Regions from separate parts of the Mus musculus genome. Here region 2 is linked to region 1. The links are chromatin contacts, called in public HiCAR-type maps. All regions are on one chromosome and are shown on one strand. The core of a region is the stretch at or near the end of the contact, and the rest is flanking DNA. Distances in the headings are between cores, read along the strand shown.

The links. HiCAR-type assays count read pairs that join an accessible place to other places.
Region 2: a contact with region 1 is called in a HiCAR-type map of astrocytes, with 4 times the contacts expected there. The contact joins the promoter of Ift80 here to the promoter of Shox2 in region 1. A contact is called at or near these places in 3 of 39 promoter capture datasets (the 3T3-L1 cell line, liver and pre-B cells) and 1 of 115 datasets of contacts at active chromatin or transcription factors (astrocytes).

What each region holds. Positions count from the first base shown.
Region 1 is chr3:66,978,276-66,985,044 of GRCm38.p6, forward strand. Shox2 (short stature homeobox 2) reads right to left here and starts at 3,496. Exons shown (of 5, transcript NM_001302357.1): 1 at 2,936-3,496; 2 at 1-119. The coding sequence starts at 3,281. It also overlaps a transcript of Rsrc1 not described here.
Region 2 is chr3:69,002,177-69,008,724 of GRCm38.p6, forward strand. Ift80 (intraflagellar transport 80) reads right to left here and starts at 2,394. Exons shown (of 20, transcript NM_026641.2): 1 at 2,256-2,394. Smc4 (structural maintenance of chromosomes 4) reads left to right here and starts at 2,562. Exons shown (of 24, transcript NM_133786.4): 1 at 2,562-2,914; 2 at 3,900-4,037; 3 at 5,013-5,191; 4 at 5,753-5,944. The coding sequence starts at 3,905.

The DNA of each region.
Region 1 (6,769 bases), core at 2,246-4,745:
CAGCTCGTTGAGTTGTTCCAGGGTAAAATTGGTCCGACTTCGCCTCTGCTTGATTTTGGTCTGGCCTTCGTCCTCCATCCCTTTCGCATCGTCTTTGCGATCCTTCAGTTCAGGGGACACTGAAGAGGGCACCACGGAAGGACCACACGTGCGTCGGAGCACGCACCACCACACACACACACACACACACACACACACACGAACAAAAAAAAAAAAAAAAAGCAAGACAGTCTCATTACCAGATTTTTCCAGAAGGCTAGAGACTCCTAAACCCTGGGAGCGCGGGATCCCTGTGAAGACCTGGAGAGAGGATGGGGTCTCTGAGACCCGCAAAGTCTCGTCTGTATAGCTGCCTGGGGACAAGGTGGGCACGCGGCTACCCAACTCAACTGGGGTCTTAGCTTACCCTCTCACTACCTGTTCCCTTCCCTTCTGTCAACACCAAATGCATTCCTGACCCTATGGCACTCACTGACCCACGCACTCACGGAAATCAAAAGCGCTGCGCGGGCCTCTCCCAGAGCCCGGTCTCGGTTAAAGGGCGCGGCAAGGCCACGCGATGGCCTCGCACGCCAGCTATCCCCAGAGGGCTGTTCCGCTGTCCCGCCAGCCTCTGCTGCCTCTGGCCCTTTGCCTCCCGCAAACTTGCTGGTCTAATTTAGGAACAACTGGGCCCGCTGAAAGGTTGCAGCAGGAAAACGAGATTCTGGTACAGCGCTGCGCCGAAAGCCACGTCCCCGGGTACCCAAGGGCTCGGACCAGACCCCTACGGATGGTTCCATCAGCAACTAGGCAGTCCCTGTGCTCCCTGCCAGACTCGGGTCGGATTGGCACAGGCAACCACGCCATGTTGGCGGCCTGGATGACTGGCCGCCCACGCTGGGCCAGAAGGGTAGAGGCGGCAAATCAGACAGACTCTGGTGGTCAGCAAAACCCACCGCTGCATCTGTCCTCTCCTTCTCCCTCCCCGGTGGAAACCAAGGATCGACCCTAAAGGCTTAAACCCACTGAGATCAACAGGTTCAAGCAGAACATTCCTCGGTTTCTATTGGCTGTTCAAAACCTTTTCATGCATCCAGCCGCTCGGATGTTTAATAAAATATGCATTTTCCCCCTCACATTCGTTGCTACTTTGCTGTCCTTCCATGTAAAAGATAGGAGCTCTGGCAGTGTGAGCAAATAGAGCCACACGAGGGGTGGTATATATGTATGTCAAAAGGCAATGATGAGGACAGTCAAAGTCAGGCCCATATCAATACAAGGTCCACCCAACCTTCATCCTCTGCATGATTTGGAGATGGATGTCCACTGTCAAAGCTAAGTTTAGATAGTAGAGGCTGTTTTTGATTCCTCCCAACCCAGGAACCGGATCAACACAGAGGGGAAAAAATTAAGTCGAAAGAGCCAAGCTACAAAGAAATTAACACTTGCCCAGAGCTTGGAAATCAACAACCCCAGCAACTGGCTCACCCAGGCTTGCCAGGGCTATGTAACCCGAGTCTCAGAGCTATGAACCTTGAAGGGTTACTCTGGGGGCCCCTTTATCATTTTACCCTATCACGTTCTAAATTTAGGGGAACACGGCCGGCCGGGATCTCGGTGAAGGCAAAGCGCCCCATCTTGCCCCAGCTTGGCATTCTATACAGTAACCTTATTTATTGCCTGTATTTCTGCTTCTCAGAGTTCATTTTGTGGACGTTTGTTCTTCCTCCGGGAAGGAAGTAGATAAGGTCACAGCAAACATTAGGGGTCAATTTAATAGAAAACATTACTAGGACAATCTCACTAACATCTTAGTAAAATTTAAACAGGAACATATATTCTTCAGATGGGAAGGTGGACTGGCTTTGTCTGTTGTCACCCCCAGAGTGGATTCCCCTCAAAGTTTAGGGGCTTCAAAGGAAAACAAATCCAAATTTCAAGTTGATTAATAGACTTAATATAATGTCTCTTTCGCCCCCAACTTTCCACTTAATGGCCTAAACAGGAACAGACCGTGTTATAAACAAGTTAATTGCTTGCTTAAATTTGTGATTCTACGCATGCCACATATTTTCTTAATTGGAAAAATATGGCAGCACACCAGTTACTGCAGTACCGAGTGCCAAATTAATTTTTAACTTTGAGTTGATGGACGCTTCACCGGTTAGATAAAGCCTTTTTCTAACACTGCTCTCTCCAAAAGTCTCTCTCTCTCTCTCTCTCTCTCTCTCTCTCTCTCTCTCTCTCTCTCTCTCTCCATCTCTTTCTCTCTCTCTCCTAAAGTACTGCACGATTCTAGCCAGTAAAGAAATTGTGTATGTAGTGTCCTCGTCGTCGTCCCCCACCCTCTACTCCTCAATTCCTCCACCGAGAGGGAATCACCTTGGCCTGGACCTTTGGCTGGCTCCTACCTTAACTGTTCAGTAAGAATGTGAAGTTTGGTCCCCAAGATCCGGAGATTTGGGGGCTTTGCAGAGTTACAGTGGTTTTGATGGCAAATCTAAAGAAGGGCAATGTCGTGTGGCTCTCCTCTTTCTCTCCCCTCCCCTTCTCTCCTTTAGGCTTAGGAAAGGGGTTCTGGCAAACTCGGGACTACGGGCTAGTTACAACCGGCCTCCTAGTGAGCCCCTGCCGCACCCCTTCTCGCCGCGGGCCACACAAACTTCGCCGTCCCGCAGCGCGGCCCCATCCTCCCGCTCGCGAAAAACATATTTCGGTGCAACCGGAGCGACAGAGAAGGGTGCGCGAAACCCCACGCCCTCCCCCACGCGAGGACCCCACCCACGACGGAGCAGTCTGGCCTCCTACCCCTCCACTATCCCGGTATCTCCCAAAGCTGGGGTCCAGGGCCCTCTGCGATGCCGCCCTCCTCCCGCTCGGGTCCCGGGTCCTCTCCCGCCCCGAGGATAAGGGAAGGCAGTAAGGGGAACCGCGGCCGGGGGCAGGCCGTTACCCTCCGTCAGCCGCGGGCTGCCGGGCTCCCTGCTCCGCTCCGCGGCTCCCATGTCCAGCTCCCGGACGGGAGAGCGCCCTCCTCCAGCTCCTCCGCCTGCTCCTCCTCCTCCAGCACCTCCTCCGCCTCCTCCGCCTCCGCCTCCGCCTCCTCCCGCGCCGCCGCCTCCGCCGGCCGCCCGGACTGCCGGGCTGCTGCGGTCGTCGCGGCCCGGCTCGACGCAACCGGGCTCTTTGGCCCCGCGCAGCGGCCCGCTCTCTAGCACCTCCCGGTACGTGATGGCCTCCTTCTTCTCCTTCACTTTCTGGTCAAAAGACTTGGAGACGAACGCCGTAAGTTCTTCCATCGCGGCCGCTGCCGCCGCCGGTCAACCTCGCGCTCAAGCTCTCCCTGCCGAGCCCCGCTCTTTTTTTCCTCCTTCTTTTTTTACTGCTCCAGCCCCCCCAATAATAACACATCAATGGGGCAGGGGGATGGGGGAGGAGAGGGAGGAGGAGGAAGAAGAAAAAGAGGAGAAGAAAGAAGAGGAGAAGTAGAAGGAGAAAAAGAAGTAAGAGGAGGAGGAGGACGAGGAGGAGGAGGAGGAAGGAGGGGGTAAAGGGGGAGAGGGGGGAGGAGGGAAGGGGCGGGGGCCGCCAGAGGGAAATGGGAACTGATGCTTCCCTGCCGGAGTGCGCGTGTTCAATGTTAAGATCTTTGACAATTCTTCCTGCGGAGAGTTCAGATCTGATAGCGACGCAGCTCTTGAAGTCTCACTATTTATACTTCCTAAAGGCGGGCCTCTTGTTCTGAGTAAATTACCTCCCCTCGCAACTCCTAGTGAACCCCTTCGCGGGTAGCAGGAGCGCCACTACCTGGGGTGGGGAGGAGAGGGAGTGGGGACGAGAGAGAGAGAGAGAGAGAGAGAGAGAGAGAGAGAGAGAGAGAGAGAGAGAGAGAGAGAGAGAGAGAATATGAATATGAATATTGAGGATGGAGGATCCAGGCTGGAGTCCACCGGGCTGGAGAGGGAGGGCAAGCAGGGGACCAGAGGGGGCGGGGAGAGGAGGCAGGTCCTCAGCGGTCGGGTTTTCTGATAGCCTCGGCCGCTGGTGCTCTTGGCCATTAATCCAGGATTGACAAGAATCCCTAATTAATTTAATTAAGCGTGGATTTTGCGTTGGTGTCACGACTTAGTAAAACACTGGGGAACTGGATAGACTTCTCGGAGGCGGGGCCAAGAGGAAACTGACAAGTGCATTGCAATCAGAGTCAGTGGGTATCCTCAGAGAGTACCCGACCCTACAGCCTCGCTCTGGGTGGGCATCCCAACTGCTCGACCCTACAATGATGACCCCTGGTCTCTGGCCCAGTATCGGGCTCTCTATGGTTAATAGGCCTAGCAACCATTCCAGTATTCCGTTCCTGCACCCTTTCTTGCTCCAAGCCGCTGCAGCTGCACAGCGGTGCATCCGGTCTTCACGCGCCTGCTGCGAATGGGGCTTCATTGCAGCACCTCGGAAGGCTTCACCTCCTTTTAGGATCTTCCGAACGCGCAGCCAGCCTCACTGAGTACTGGTCCCTGTAATTCACTCTACTACTTTGGAGTCAAAGCTGACTCCCATAAAGACACATCCCGCTAGAAGGGGTTGGTCGATTTAACTTGTTTCCTGAGCAGCTGTTCTCTGCCAGATTCGGTCTTAAGGTATTTTCTTACAGCCCGGTCAGGCGCAGTTCCATTTCGATTTTCTCTATGAGGTCTAAGGGTTCTTACTCCTTTTCCTAACAACTCCCTGCACCCTGCCCTTAATTATTTAGCATCTTGGGGGGCATTCTAGTTCGATTTCCTAATTCTGAAAAACAAAAGATGACTACTTTTTGAGTTCTGCGGAAAAAATTACCGATGTTGCTTGTCGCTCGACTAATTTTTGTTTACCGTGGACTGTGAAAAAAAGACTCACTCTTTGGAGGGGGGAAAACAACTCTCTTTCTGATTTATAACTTAAAAACTGTATATTTGACAATTATTTTATAAAAACTCTTAATTATATGGGGGGGGGGGACATGACTGTCTCCTCTAAGCCACGGCTTGCTGTGTGATTTGTAGCTATGCAAATACTTATTTGCTCACACAAAAGAATGTTTACATATGAAATGTTACATTTACTTGAATATGTAAACAAATATACCTCTTTAAGTGGCAGTTTGGGGGGGCATTTTCAGTATACTGAATATTAATGAGTTTTGTTTGATGTTAAAAGATAATGTTTTCGTTCTCTTGGATCCAGTACTCAGTAAAAATGAAAGCAGTTACAGGCCATTAATATGTATATCTTCTACTTATTGATTAGAACAACAAAACACACTTAGCCAATAATTTCAGAAGTTCTACCCAAACAACCTAAAACATTGGTAAAGAGAACACAGAATTGTGGTACATAATGTATTCTCAGTCGAGAATTTAAGTGTAATTTAAGACGTTCCATAACTTCTTGTAATACTAACTACATTGCACATTTAAAGGACATGAAAATAAAGCTTATTAGAAATGTTGCTTTACTTTTTCTTTGACATTATCCTTCCTTCTAGAAACATTTCCCACCCTGCTTTTAGGACAAAGGCATACCTTTACATGGTTAACAGCGATTGCATTAAACATTTAGGTATTATTGAAGTACATGAACTCTTGCTTTTATTATTTCACAAGACTCAAAACCTTACTGCTTCCTAACTTCTATGAATTTAGGAGCAATGTCACATTGAGCATCGGTCTGCTATCTGTAACACTGTAATTCCGGAGAATAATCACAGAATTTTACTCTTTTGTGAAACTGTTTAAAAAAGATCATTTAGTAATGGGATCCACTAAGTTGACATGGTGTTTCAGTAGCTTTCAACCTCTATGACGAAATACATATTCGTAAACACCTCCCAAATAGCCCCTGCTAGAAGCCTGGTAAGAGATCAGGAGACCCCCAGACGCTTCTTCATCCTTTTAACCACAGGACTTAAATACAAACGCTTATGCCATCTTCTGTACTAGAAGGATGACCACTTTAAAGGTAACCAGAGAAAGATCAGGCATGACTATCCTGTAATTTGAACCAATAGATTTCTCTATTATTTCATCTTCTTGACTCATTCTAACTATAGGGGTGGTAGATGAAGCAATGATAAATCTCCAGTGTCTGACTCCCATTTGTGTAAAGGAAGTTTAATTTAAAATTTTTATTAGCATATAATTGTATGGTTTTCTTTATGAACTTTTCACATATGGAAACATACACCTCTTCTGTTAGCCTCTTATATCCCCCCCCCCATTCCCTTCCTCGCCATCCCCAATAGTCCCTCTTTTAGGAAGTTTCAGTTTTAAGAAATTAAAAGTTTGGAAATTGTATTAATAAAAGCTATGAAGTATGATGTTTCACCAAACAGCAAATATTTTCCTGAGAAAAGACATTTCAAAGCCTTTATTTTATTTTATTTTATTTTATTTTACTTTGTCAAAGTTTTGAAAGGAACATTGACTTTAAAACTCAGGAGACAGCCTATGGACAGATACAAAAATAATCAGGACCCCCCCCCCCCAAGAGTTCCCCCAGTTTTTGAATTATTTAAAACAAACATGTAGTGTTGTGGTTTTGTTTTAAAAGAGTCCCTCAAAACTGGCTAGTTAAGGTCCAGTTACTTTCCAGGAATAAACCTATACTGGAAGTGAGTTCCATCTCAAATCTCTGTGGAAATCTGAACCTTAGTATCTAGCTAACAGTAGGCCTGAATCCAAGTTAATATTTTATATATCTCCTCATTTTTGTTTCCTTATACTAAATCATGAAAGAAAAGTCATACAAGGAA
Region 2 (6,548 bases), core at 1,144-3,643, 2.0 Mb after region 1:
CTTCCCTACTCAGGAAAGAGTGTTTAATATCGATCTATCTAAACCTATGACTGATTTCTTTTCCCTGTAACAACATAACCCATTTCAGTTGTTAAGAAGTCTTCCTTTTTTTTTTTTTAAAAAACACTCTCACTCTATAGCACTGGCTCCAACTCAACACATAGCCCAGGTATTCTAAATGCATGGCAAACTTCCTGCCTCATCTCCCAAGCTACACCCAGCCTGTAGCTATATTCTTAATTTGCCTTTCAAGATCCTTCCTAAATTACTCTTCCTCAAATGCCATCACATAGTAATATCAAATACTTATGTATACTAGATGAACAAACACTGCTCTGAGATAGACATTATCTGTTGATTTTTAACATTCCCAGAGACACTTGATGAGTAAACTGCCCAATTCTACATCCAAAGAAATAATAGGATTTAGGGTTGTTTTCTAACTTTTAATGTGTATACTGCATGCACGTATGTGTGTGCCGAGCACCACCATTGTGCAGAAAAGGGCGTCAGGTCCCCTGGACTGGAGTTACAGGCAGGTATAAACTCTCAGTATAGGTGCTGGGGACCAAATCCAGGTCTGCGAGAGCAGCAGTGGTCCTCACTGCTGAGCCGTCTCTCCAGCCTTCCTGCTTCCTACTTATAGCTTTCTAGTAAGTTCTGCTCTGACTAGCATATACACCTTCCCATATGGTCTATTCTACCTTTTTCTTACATTTACTTTACATGTATGAGTGTCTTCTCTGCATGATGTGGTTCACATGCATGTCTCTCTCCAGGCCAGAAGAGGGCACCGAATCCCTGGAACTGGAGTTACAGACGGTTCTGAGAGCCATGTTGGTGCTAGGAACAGAACCTGGGTCCTCTGCAAGAGCAGTAAGTGCTTCTAACACCACACATCTCCCCTGGCCCAGTCTACTTCTTTCATAGCAGGTATCTCTTCCGCTCAGCTTTGTTGTATTTTAGAACCTCTGAAAATACAAAATACTCCAGAAGCCCCTAAAAAGAATCCCTTTATCCTCTTGGTACTCCTACTAGTCCTCCATACCCCCCCCAAAAAATATTCATTGAGCTTCATGGTGACATTTATTTTATGAAGACAATTTATTTTCAACTAGAAATATAAAGGTACATTATTATATTAGCAAACGTTTATTCAAACCACACCAATCTCCAAACTCCTCCAGACTCCCACACTTGTAGTCCTCTCCAGCACTTCCTGAGAATCACTGAATCTAAGTGTTAGGCATCTCAAAGCCATAATATATTTTAGAACAATGTAAATTCATTCATTAAAGGTTGGTGGGCTGGAGAGATGGCTCAGTAGTGGTTAAGAGCACTGACTGCTCTTCTCTGAAGGTCCTGAGTTCAAATCCCAGCAACCACATGGTAGCTCACAACCATCTGTAATGAGATCTGACACCCTTTTCTGGTGCACCTGAAGACAGCTATAGTATACTTAGATTATAATAATAAATAAATCTTTTTTTTTAAAAAAAAAAGGTTTATTGGTGCTCTAAAATGCCAAACCCTAAATAGGTTGAGGAAAAAAAAAGAGAAAGGCTAACAGCTCTCAATTTAAAAGTTGCTGTATAAATACTTACTGGGGGCAGCGAAATTAATCAGCGGTTCTTTAACATTGGGGAGGATGAGTGATACAGACCGTTTTTCAAAATTATAGGGTCACTAAACATTCAGGAAAACAATGCCAAAACACACAAAACTTGGTATACAATTTTCGGAGAGTCAGAAACTCTGTCCCAACCATCATTATCCTCAAACTCAGGTTAAAAGCCCATTAAGGAAACTAAACCGCTCGGGATTAGGAATTGCCGCATCCATTTAACAACCCTTGCTATTCCTTTCACTGTGTAACAAAGACAAATGCTACTTATGAACTAATTCCCCCATAACGGTAACTAGTTATCACCAGCGAATCCTTTCTCCCACTAGGAGCCCTGCTGGCCAAATGGTTATTTAAACTCAACACCTTTCAGTAGTGTCACTTACACAAAATAGTTCAAAAATCATTGTTATTCATAAATGGACTACAAGGTTAACTCAATAATCCCGGTTTCCTCGCTTTACCTGTAAACTCCACATCCCAAGATCAACACCCTGGTGGCTGGAAGAAGATGGAAAATAACTGATGCTCCCGCAAAGCTCATCCCATCTAACCAAGAGAAGCTAGGTCTTAATGACCGCTACCGCTTCCAAGCCCTTTCTTCAAAGGCTCTGGAGATGAAGAAATTTACCTCAAGTTCCAGGAAAGCGGTGGCGACTGCTCTCAGAGCTCGAACTAGTTACCAAATAGCCTCCCGACCTTTCCGTCACCATAGTGATTTCTAAGCGCTGCGAGCGTTTCCCCCTGCCATGTTCCCGCGATACTTGCTAGGTGCCAGTCACCCGAGCGGGCTCTTGACCCCGCCCCTAACCGAGCCCGCCCTCTCCCTGGAAGGTGTTATTGGGCAACTTGGACCCGCCTACAATTGTAGGCGGGACCCTGCTTGTTTTGTTTTGTTTTTTTTCCTTCTTTTTCAAATTCCTCCAGTTTTTCAAATGCTGTCGTTCTAGAAGTGCGAAACTCTCATTTCTGTTAAAGTCCACAGAAAGGACGTAGCCCTGCTTGCTCTCCCTTCCCAGTCGTAACTTGGCCCTCGGCGCCACGGTCCCTGGGGTAGAGCCCGCGCATGCGCCCGAACGGCCCGAAGATGGCGGTGGGACTCGCCGCACTTTTTTTCAAATTCGCGGGTCCCAGAAACCCTTGCGCGCGTTTGTAACGAATTTCCGTTCGAGTTTGGATTTTAGGCGCCATTTTCGAGTGAAGGACCCGGAGCCGAGACACCGGGAGGAGCGAGGCGGGGGGTCGGCCGTGCCACCATTTCAGCCCGGCTCGGAGTGGACCCGCCGACAGGTGAAGTCCTTCTCTTCTAGATCAGGTTGTCACACTTTCTCCTCCCTGCCCCGCGGGCGCCCGCAACCCCAAGGCCTGGAGCTGGAGCGGCGGAGGCGGCTCGGCGAGCTCCCGTGCCTGTCACCCCTCCCCCTCGGCGGCCGGGCGGCGGCTCCGGCGCCTCTTCCTGGGGGAGGCAGCGAGCCTGGCTCGGCCAGAGCGTCCCCTCCCCCAGGCCGATCCGTCCTGTCTCCTAAGGGGACTGCAGCCCCACTCAGAGCCTCTCCTGGGCACTTGGCATGGCTTACACTGTCGTCCATCGGGACTCCGCCCCGGACCCGGGAGGGTTAGACCCCCTACTATCCCGGAAAGTGACCCAACCCAAGCAGACGCTGCCAGAGTCCAGTTCAGCAGTGTGTGGCGGGTGACTCCGGCTTCGGCCATCCTCTCCGCTGGGGCGATGAGGAAAAGAGACCTGGACTTCTCCGAGGGCCGTCCGGGCGTCAGGACCTAAATGGCGGGGAGAAGGGAGGGGGTTGACAAGTCGCCCGGGCAGGCAGGCGCTGCTGCTCTGGAGAGTAGCCACGCAGCCCCGAAGCTGGACGAACTTGTCTCTCTCTCTCTCTCCCACTCTGTACCTCTCTCCCTCCCTCCCCGATTCCGAGCACATTCACTCCCCAGCCCCGACGGGAGGAGACTTGTCAGCAGACGTCCTTCTCTTATGAGATGGTTCCACAGGGGCGGGGGTGGCCTGAGCGAATTCCTCCGTCCTGGGCGCGATGGCAGGCGCGGCTATGTTTCCCCACGTAGCTGGGGCGTGGGAAAACCCGTCCCGCCCGGTTGCCACTGCTGGGTTCCTAGTAGCCACTTTCCTAGGGACCCGCTACTGGCTAGCGGCGTTGGGGAACGCGGTGGCGGGGTGGGTCCTGGGCGGAGCCCGTCCTGCTGCTGCGGGGCCTGAGCGGCGAGCTGCGGGCCGACCTGACTCGGGACTCTTCTGCCGCAGCCACCATGCGGCGTAAGGGCACCAAGCCCTCCACTGCCTGCCACCAGGAGGAAGGGCCGCCGCCCTCCCAGGACGGTGCCCACAGCGACGAAGAGATGGAGCAACCGGCCGGCGAAGCGGAGAGCGCTGCACCCGCAAGTGAGTGACAGGTCGGGATCCCCGTGCGTCGGAAGCCTGTGGAGACCCTCTGAGGGTGGCGGGGCGCAGGCGACGACAGGTTGATTTGGGAAGCTCCGGAAAGCCGTTCTTTGGTTTTCAGAGGAATTCCATGCAGTTTGCTCTAACGGTTCTGGAAGATATGAGAGTGAGCGGAAAACTTGCGTTGTGAGTTTCTGTGTTTTAGAGTAGTACTGACCTCTTTCTCATATTTCCGCTGAAAGCGGCATGGGTGCTGAGCGCCTCTGCGCCCTTAGACTGGAGTGAATGTGATGTGGAGTTGCGTGACTCGCCCTTTACTGTTGGATTGTCTTTTGGGGCGCAATACTAATTTTTACTTTATAAAGTGTGTCAGTGTTGGGTGACGCGGGCATATGTACATGAGTGCAGGTGCCCCTGGAGGGCATGAACCTCGAGCATCCCATTGTGGGTGCTGAAAACCAAACTTGGGTTCTACACAAGAAAAAAATTGCTGGGCCCCCTAGATTGCCTTTAAAGAGAAGGTATAATTGAGAGCGTAGAGCAGGCGGAGGGTAGAAATTAAGAGCTACTGTGAAATTCCTGTCACCATGTTACTGAAGTTTGTGAGTTTCTTAAGCTGAGCCATGTGGAGAGTTGGATTTTCGATTGTTAGGGTTGCATCTCCTGCATCAGGGAATCCGTTTGTTGCAAGGTTTTCTTTATGGTATATTGAGTATTTTGACTCCTCTAAGTACAATGTGTATACCACACATTTTGTGACTGGTCTGATTGCTTTCACGAATTTTATTTTACATAAAACTAATCTGAAGGATTATCCATCCCCATGAGTTTAGGATATGTTTGTATGGAAGATAAATTCCTAGGTTTCTTTAAGTAACATCCCTCCATTGTGTTCTTTAAATACTAGCAGATGATAGACGTTCAACTAATTACACTAATGTAGGCTTTCCCCTCTTTGCCTCTCCCTTAACCTAGAGCCTCCAGGTGAGGAGCTGGATAACAGAAGTTTAGAGGAGATTTTGAATAGTATCCCTCCACCCCCACCTCCAGCCATGGCCAGTGAAGCTGGAGCTCCTCGTCTCATGATAACTCATATTGTAAACCAAAACTTCAAGTCCTATGCTGGAGAGAAAGTTCTGGGACCTTTCCATAAGGTACTGCCTGCTCAGATAACGTGGAATACATCTTTAATTACAAGATATTTCAGTGTTCTAACGGTCCTGACTCTTTACACACATATGCTCATAGACGCACAGACAGTATGTTGCCTGTGACTTCAACAACAGGAATGAGTTTTTCTTTATCTGATGTCTTTGGTATATCTTTAGCAATATTTGCATATTGAATGGAATCTGTTTTTGTTAGAAGGGAATGTTTTCCCCGTTGACTGTGCTAATGAGTTTTGTAAAATGTCGGGATTAGAATTTGAAGGTGGTTTTTATTTAAATGGTGAAGCTTGTGCTATTGAAGAACATGATGTAAGAAAACTCAGATTGTGTTTTCCTTCAGTTCCCTGGCCCACTCCATTCCTAGGGTGCTTTCCTTTTCTTAATAAACTGCTTTTATTTCTAAAGAGAAAGAAAGAAAAAGTGTTTATCTTCTAATGAAAACTTTTAATGATACCTTTGATTTTTATTACAAATTAAATTATGGAGTAGTTTAAAATTAGTATTAAGTGTGACTATTTAAATTTTTAAAAATTTACTTTTATGCAGCGCTTTTCCTGTATTATTGGACCAAATGGCAGTGGAAAATCCAATGTTATTGATTCCATGCTTTTTGTGTTTGGCTATCGAGCACAAAAAATAAGGTCTAAAAAGCTATCGGTACTGATACATAATTCTGATGAACACAAGGATATTCAGAGTTGTACTGTAGAAGTTCATTTTCAAAAGATAATTGATAAGGTAAGATTTTCTACTTGCACCTTCAAGCAAGAAAAGGAAACATGCCACATTTTGTTATTGTAGATCTGAATTGTTCTTTATTTTACTTTGTGTATAATTAGAGCAATAAGAAATGGATTTTGCTTCTGTGAACATATTTACTTCAGCTTTTTGGAAGAATACAGTGATGTAGGGGCCCTAAGTGCTAATTCAGCATTCACTCACTATAAATATGGGCTTCATTTGAAAAGTTGTACATTTTTTTGCTTTAGGATAAACATTTTAATTTTTAAAATGCAATAATTGACTCTAAAATGTAATAATTAGTAGCTATGTGAGAGAGAGAGAGAGAGAGATGAAATTTTCTAAGGTTTGAACTACCGTGATGAAGTATGTTTTGAAATGGTAGGGGACAGGCATCTGTTTAATAGCTTAGAAAAATTCATGGTTCAAAAAGCAACGGAAAAGAACCTTAAAAAATAAGTGCCCATAGTAAAGTAACAGATAATTGGATGCTGGTGGGGATGTTTTACATATAAAGAAATTTAACTACACAGAAGCATCTATCAGAATTTTGCTTCTGAATTCATTCTGTTGCACATTTGAGTTAGAGAATTAGATTGCC